Linked DNA regions of Mus musculus: region 1 is linked to region 2. Evidence: chromatin contacts called from public targeted proximity ligation data. All regions are on one chromosome and are shown on one strand. The core of a region is the stretch at or near the end of the contact, and the rest is flanking DNA. Distances in the headings are between cores, read along the strand shown.

What was found.
Region 1: a contact with region 2 is called in a targeted proximity ligation map of pancreatic cancer cells. A contact is called at or near these places in 1 of 484 Hi-C or Micro-C datasets (pancreatic cancer cells) and 1 of 130 datasets of targeted methods (pancreatic cancer cells).

What each region holds. Positions count from the first base shown.
Region 1 is chr19:19,245,220-19,249,055 of GRCm38.p6, reverse strand. It overlaps Gm50212 (a long non-coding RNA gene), which reads left to right. Exons shown (of 3, transcript XR_003952876.1): 2 at 3,281-3,375. Among named protein-coding and RNA genes, the nearest start is that of Gm25437, 29 kb to the left of the region's middle.
Region 2 is chr19:18,888,752-18,892,257 of GRCm38.p6, reverse strand. It overlaps Trpm6 (transient receptor potential cation channel, subfamily M, member 6), which reads right to left. Exons shown (of 39, transcript NM_153417.2): 38 at 3,217-3,323; 39 at 1-254. The coding sequence ends at 121. Among named protein-coding and RNA genes, the nearest start is that of Gm41814, 140 kb to the right of the region's middle.

The DNA of each region.
Region 1 (3,836 bases), core at 471-2,970, 360 kb before region 2:
GACTAATCTGAAAATGTCATGTTTTCGTCCTTTACAGAAGGGAACTAAAATAAACCTTAATGGAGCCTCTTCAACATAAACAGTGAGGAGCAGAAATTAAGATTGCAGTTTGGAAAGGCATGAGCCTTAATGAAAGTGTGTGCAGCATGCTTGATTGCTGACTAGTCTCTGTCCCCTGGTATGCTCTCTGACCTCTTCAGGAAATCGATGTCTCCCTCTGCTCCTTCACTTTTCCATATGACACAAATGTCAGGACAGCCTGAGAAATTGCAAACAACTACAATGATGTGAGGAAAAACAGGATAGTCTCATTGAGCATATTTGCATATCTTGCATGTTTGGTGGGGTAGAAACACATACTTCCATTTCTTCCCTGCCTTTCCTTCAAAAAATCCAGTTCAAAGGATAGAACAAAGATGAAGTAACATGTCAGACCTATGAGATGCAAGTCTGTTTCAGAGATCCTGGCAACATTTATTCTACATTGTCTAGAGCAGAAAGCAACAGTAGCTGCACTCAGAACACCAGCATGTTATTTACTAGCCTGGGGTCTGATGAAATGAATTAAAGTATTCTTTGGGTTATCACTGGAAAATACAATAAGAAGTAAATGGTGGATTACTTCTCAGCAAATATCTTCTCTATGAATTCCCCTATACCCTCTTCTTCACCTGTTAGAGATAAATAAAATGAAGTCAGATTTGTAGAAATGGTAATAGATTTGGGCTTTTAGCTCTTGGTTAAGTTCAGCACTAGAATTTGAATTTGAAGTTACCCAGGCCAAAACTTGGTTTATGTGATGAAGCAGGTGATATTCTTAGTTGATAAAATGATTCAAATTAGTACTCTAGAGTGAGTATGTTGAATTTAATTTTTAGTTATTGTACAAGTGCGTGTGCCCTTAGTGATCAAACCAAAGTGCTTAATCATACATATGACCAAGCTGAGTTAAATGATCCAGTTCCTTGCTGAATTTCTCATCTAGGTAGAAGACTGATAAGAGTCTTAAGTTCCTCATTCAAAGCTGTCCTACACAATATATATATATGTATATATATGTATATATACATATGTATGTATATATATATATATATATATATATGTATATATATATATATATATATGAATCTGAACAGTAAGATACTTCTTTTTCACTGTAGGTTCTGGAAGCTTCCTCCACAATTGATGTCTTCTTTTATGCATTTGAGACAAATGAATATATTGTTCCAAAAAAAAAAAAAAGAGATTTGCTTACAAAAGATTTCCGTCAAGGACAAGAAGCCTACCATGAATGAAAATGTTCCATTGTCCCAATCCTATGGTAGTCTCTACTGAAATTATCTATGCTACGTTTCATTTCTTTTGCATAGGATATAAATTAAGATGCCGATTTCATACTTAAATTTTTGTATTAGAAACCTAAGTGTGTTGGTGAAGGGGTTCCATCTGCTACTAACTAGCTTGATGATTTTAAAGAAAGTATTTCATGGCTATGTGCCTTGGTTTCCTCCTCTACAAAATGAACTGTAGCTATATCCACCTGCCATCTGTGGAACGCAAGACCATCATTAATGTGAAAATGGCTTGTGGAATTAAATCATTTGGGTGGGACAATGATGGTGACGACACTGATGATGAATATACCAGGACTTTGTAGGTGCTGTGGTTGACTCAGTAGGATTGCCAATCTTAGGATCGAGCCATTTATTTCTCAGACACTGAGCTGCCTGTATCACTCCCTGAGTCATATTTGACTCACAGCTAGATTTTATATGTTGCTTCCTGGTTATTAGGGGCTAGAATCTGCCTTAACTACTAGATTTCTCTGATCACTGTTACAGCTTCCCATTGCCACCCCCACCCCTTATCCATCCAGTGTGAACTGGTCCTCTGTTGTAGCCTCTTGAAAGTCCATGAAGCCCAGACTGGATTTCCATGGATACAAGCAAACCTTTTGTCTTGCTCTGTTTACATTTCTCTTTGAGCAATCAACCTCAATTGACAGGATGCCTGCTAACGGCCTCCTCCCCCTCCTAACTCTTCCACAAAGGGTGCTGAGGTAAGAGATGACATAAAGACAGGATTTGGTTGCACAGAACTCTGGAATTGTGCTTTGTAAAGAGGCTGAGTCACCTATTTACATTTGTTGAAAGGACTGAAAGTACAAGCAAAAGTGCTGCCCATTTATGAGTCAGCTCTGCTCTCTCACTCGTGGGCATAAAAACTCTGGAAACAGGAATTGACCTGTGACGTGAAACAATGCGTGAGTAGAGAGTATTTTGTGTCATGAGTCTACCGATTCAGGGCAGAAAGAAAAATGATCAACCCTACCTCCTGAAAAGACACGTTTTCCATTTTCATCCCCTTCTAATTTTTATCCACGTGAAGTGCCTAGAGCTGTTAAATCAAATTCTTACTACTGTCAAGTGTCCAGCAGACTTGCTGGGAAGTCTGAATAACATCAGAATAAAGGCACTGGCTTTTGCTCAAGTCACTGTGGCTTCAGGTTTGAATTTAGGTAAATAATCAGGCTCTTTTCCTTTCATAAATAAATACTTGACTTCAGAAGTAGGAGTGAGTTGACAAAGTTATCTTTTCTCTGAAAACAATTTCCAAAATTCATATGTTGACAATTTGATTTCAGATCAGACATGAACACCTCTTCTACATCATGTGGACATAGGTTTGAGGCTGACAAGCTCCAGGGAGCTGAGCTGCCCTGGGGATTCTTGGTGTGGTGTTCTTCCATGTAATTTGAGGGACTGAACAATTTGTAAACCTTATCACTATAGACTACATTAATACCTCTGAAGTAAATTACACATTGAAAATATTTTTTCTGTTATATTTCTTCAAAGTTTACTAAAAATGCCTTTAGTTAGCACTTCTTAAATTTTATCCAAGAACTGCCCTTTAATTTCTTGATATATAGTCAATGTTTGGGGATTTTATTTTATTTTATTTTTTTGGTTTTTTGGGGGATTGCTTGTTTGCTTTTGGTTTGCCTTTCTTTTTTTTTCTTTGCAGTGGAAATAACCACCAGCTTCTAAAACAGAGAAAATTACATCCATCCCCCCTGTCTCTCACCTGCACTTTTGTTTCCTGCAATCAAAGATTCCTTACTTAAAAACCTATCAGCAATAAAATTCCTATTGACTAAAGTCTCTGCCATGATTTTTGTTCATGATTATCTTGCAAAGTTAGCCACACTACAGAACCAAATGCATGCATGTAGGAACTTACCTTGTGAACTTTGGCTCATGCCTGCATTGGTCCTCAGTTTGCTTACAGACACTTGCTTTGCGGCCTCTGATGGAATGACACCTCCTACCACTGCATCCTGGAACTTCAGTGTGCTTATCACAACCAGCACAGGTGACATGATGGAGTTGGCTAGTCTCTGGAGAAGATCTCAATAAGTAAGGAGTCTCAGGTTGTAATTATCCAGGAGGAGGAAGCTGTAGTTGCTAATGTTTGTATACAACTTCAAGTCTGGCCCATACGGGAAAATGCTTTGCCCATTTTCCCAGATTCTTAGCATCTCTTTTTTTCCATTTTTTATTAGGTATTTAGCTCATTTACATTTCCAATGCTATACCAAAAGTCCCCCATACCCACCCACCCCCACTCCCTACCCACCCACTCCCCCTTTTTGGCCCTGGCGTTCCCCTGTACTGGGGCATATAAAGTTTGCAAGTCCAATGGGCCTCTCTTTCCAGTGATGGCCGACTAGGCCATCTTTTGATACATATGCAGCTAGAGTCAAGAGCTCTGGGGTACTGGTTAGTTCATAATGTTGTTCTGCCTATAGGGTTGCAGATCCCTTTAGCTCCTTG
Region 2 (3,506 bases), core at 653-3,152:
CATTGTAAAGTCATGGTGATGGAGATTCTGACATAGTCAGGATCATGCCAGTCTATGTCCATCACTATAGAAGTCATGGCAGAAGGAGCTAAAGGACCACCGTCTTCCTTCATCATCTTTTTAAAGGCGTGTGTGATCTTCCAGGGAACTTCTATTTTTGTCTCTTTCTGGAAGCTCCTCAGTTGGTTCAATGGTTTGCCCAAATCCCAAGTTGCAGTGTGTTCTTGAAAGGGAGTAATCATTCCTTTTTAAATCTACAAAGAAAGAAAGATAGTTTCAGTAGATGACATAGATCACATTGATTCATGCAGGTGGACTGGACATCAGGCTTAGTCAAAGGGTTCAGGGAATCTCTGCTGCCCCAGGACTTGGGCATATGGATTCCAAACACTCAACCATATCTAAGCCCAGGCTCTCTGCATCCCATGACTATGTGAAACTCTAACTCCATATGCTGTCATGGTGTGAGGCACAGGCCACCATCTAGTAGGGAGAGAAGATGTGACTGGCCCAAGTTAAGTGAGGTCCAGTACGAAATGGGAACCTTTAGAAGGATCAGAGGGATGGGTTGAAACAGTTGCAAGAAAGTTCTCCGCAGCTCTGTGGCTACCTACAAAAGTTTCACCATCTCAAGATCATATCAAATGTTTCCTAAGCCTTGCCTCTTCTGCTTACAAAGGAAAGTTAAAAACATGGCCGATGGGGTAAGCTTTGGGAAGACTGGCTATAGGAAAAATGACATTAAATGTTACATGCATCTTTTTATGCTGTGATTCATGACCAGATTTCAGGCTGCAGCTGCGGGATGATTGACACATTCACCAGCTCCTGCCTCCTTTACTGATGGACTTCAGCCCAGCCCTAACCCCTTCCTGGGTTCCTGATGACCAGCCCAGAGGACACAGTGCTGTGCATTGACCTCTTTGCCCATTCACTGTGAATTCACATCATGGGCAGTTATGTGAGTGCAGCCTTCTTCACTCCTTTGTTAGCCTTGAGCGAACAGGGCTCATGGGCTAGACACTGTGGGTGCCAGCATTAGGAAATCAAGGGTATCACTCAGGGTGAGAGCATGTAGCTGGGGGTGGATGTATGAAGCCCTGAGCTTAACCTCTGGTACCAGGAGGAAAAATTCATATTTCTTGGTTTAATTTTTAATGTTAAATGGTGATTTTCCTACATAAAAAAATGAACTCATGAGTATGTATACTAACATATATTTAATAATATAGCCAACATTTATTGATCATATACATAAAAATAAATCCTTATCTCAACTTTGTGTCAGATACAATTATCTCTTACTTGCAGATGAAGATGTTAAAGGTCAAAGCCTTGTATTCAGTGGAGAGCAGAACAGGGCTACATGACCCTACCTGGGCCAAGATTTCAGATTCTTATGCATTGCCTTAACCTGCCTCTGCCTTAAAAATAAATAAAACATAAAAAGTAAAGGTACTTCTTATTCTGTTCTCCAAACTAAACGTGTTTGCTGTCACGCTTTGTGCCCAGAGTTGCATCCCCAGACTCCACATGTGGAGGAAGAAAAGCCACAAGGCTTCCAGCCTACCATGGCATGCCAACATACAAACATGAACCCTACACCATATTCAACAATTAACTAGGCCCAAAGGTTGGAACCTATGAGTAATGTCTCAAGCCTGCCTGGCTCCTAGATGATCAGATACAGTCCTGGGTCTTTGAGCATAGAAGCTGCCCTGTCCGGGCTACAGTGAGTCAGACAGGGCAGAGTCCAGTGCCTAAGGATGAAGATTCCTGAGTGGATTCCAGGCCACAACTGAGGGATGAGTCAGATATTCACGAGCTCCTGCCTCCCTGCCTAGAGTTCTGATATCCCTCAGCCAGCCCCAACCCCTGCCTGGGTTCCTGATGACCAATGCAGGGCACAGTGTTGCACAGTGTTGTACAGTGATCCCTTTGACCATCGGCCACGAGCTCACACTGTGGGCAGTTAGGAGAATGCAGCCTCCTTCTTTGCTCCTCTGGCATTCTTCTTCCATATCTGCCCCTGCATGATGACACACTCTATTTTGACTGATGGAGGAAAGAAGACCCAGAAGTCTAATTCTAATCCCTTTGCTTTGTTAAGTCTTGCTCACAAAAGCCTCCCTCAATTTCAACAGAATTAGAAATTGCCCATTTTTGTTATGGAAGTACATAGGTCCACCCTGGGTTGTAGTGGAAGTTAATCTTTTTTCTGATTTCTAGTTCAGGGTATGACTTTTTCAGAAAGAGAGGGTGGGGGGAGGAAAGAGAGGAAAGAAGGGAGGGAGGGAAGGGAGGGAGGGAGGGAGGGAGGGAGGGAGGGAGGGAGGGAGGGAGGGAGGGAGGGAGAGACAAAGTGCCTATGGCCTATGTTGCTCAAGCTGAAGGTGAGTTCCTGGACTATGGTGAGCCTCCTGCCTCTGCCTCTGCAACATCTTCAGCTATAGGTGTAGCCACAATACCCCACTCAGGACTGCACCTTTCGATATGTGAAATTCCAAATTCCAGGGTAAGAAAACAGTTGCTATGACCCAGGAAAGAGTTAAGCAGACAGCAAGCATCCTTTCTGAGAAGGACAAATAGACTCCAGCAGAGCCAGAATTTCTCAAGCACACACACACACACACACACTGCGATCAAAATTTAATGTGGCAGGTGTGGGGGCTGGGAATGTAGCCCAGTAGTAGAGTGCCGGCTAGTAGGACAGAGTACTGGGTTCTAAGCCCACTGCTGTAAAACAAACAAACAAACGAGGGAATAAAGCAGTGGTTGTTACAGCTTAAAGCAGTGCTTTAACTGACAGCCTTTCTTCTCTCTGAGCCACACCCTCTCCGGTGCCCAATGGGCAAGCTGGAACGGAATAAAAATGCTCCAGGCATGCCATCTGCAAGCAAACAGGACATTGGAAGGGAAGCGAGGGGCCTTCGTCCTGTTTCATTCCCTTTAAGTAGGTGGAACGTTTTTTCTCTGGGCCGACTGTGACCAGCTTTGGGCCCCAGGTTGTTTTATCGCATTTTGGCAGAGCCTCAAGCAAATCCCTGTCCTTTTTTAATCCCTCCTGAGACTTGAAATTTTTCACTCAGAAAGTCAAGCTTGTGAATAGCTGCTAGTGAGATAAAAATGCGGTTAAGATTTTGACTCGATCCTGAGTTATAATAACTGTTATTCTATGAGAGTTCTTCGGAAGAAACAGTCACCGCGGCGGCTTACCCGGCAGTCTGAGCTTCCCACAGCAGGAGTTGCAGCGATGTTTTGCAATGAAGCTTCTAATTGCATCTTCCCCTAAATTGGCCGGTCCAAACACCATCCCTCTTGATCTAGAGGAAATATCAGAATATCAATTAGATCACAGCCGAGAAAAAGGAGTCCAACTAGGATTCTCTGAGATTGCGAACAGTATCCCTTAGTAACCTAGCCACTTAAAGGAGCCAACAAAGAACAGAGCACTTTGGGGAAGGAACAATGTTAGGTTTGCAAATTTAAAATTCAAATGCACTTAA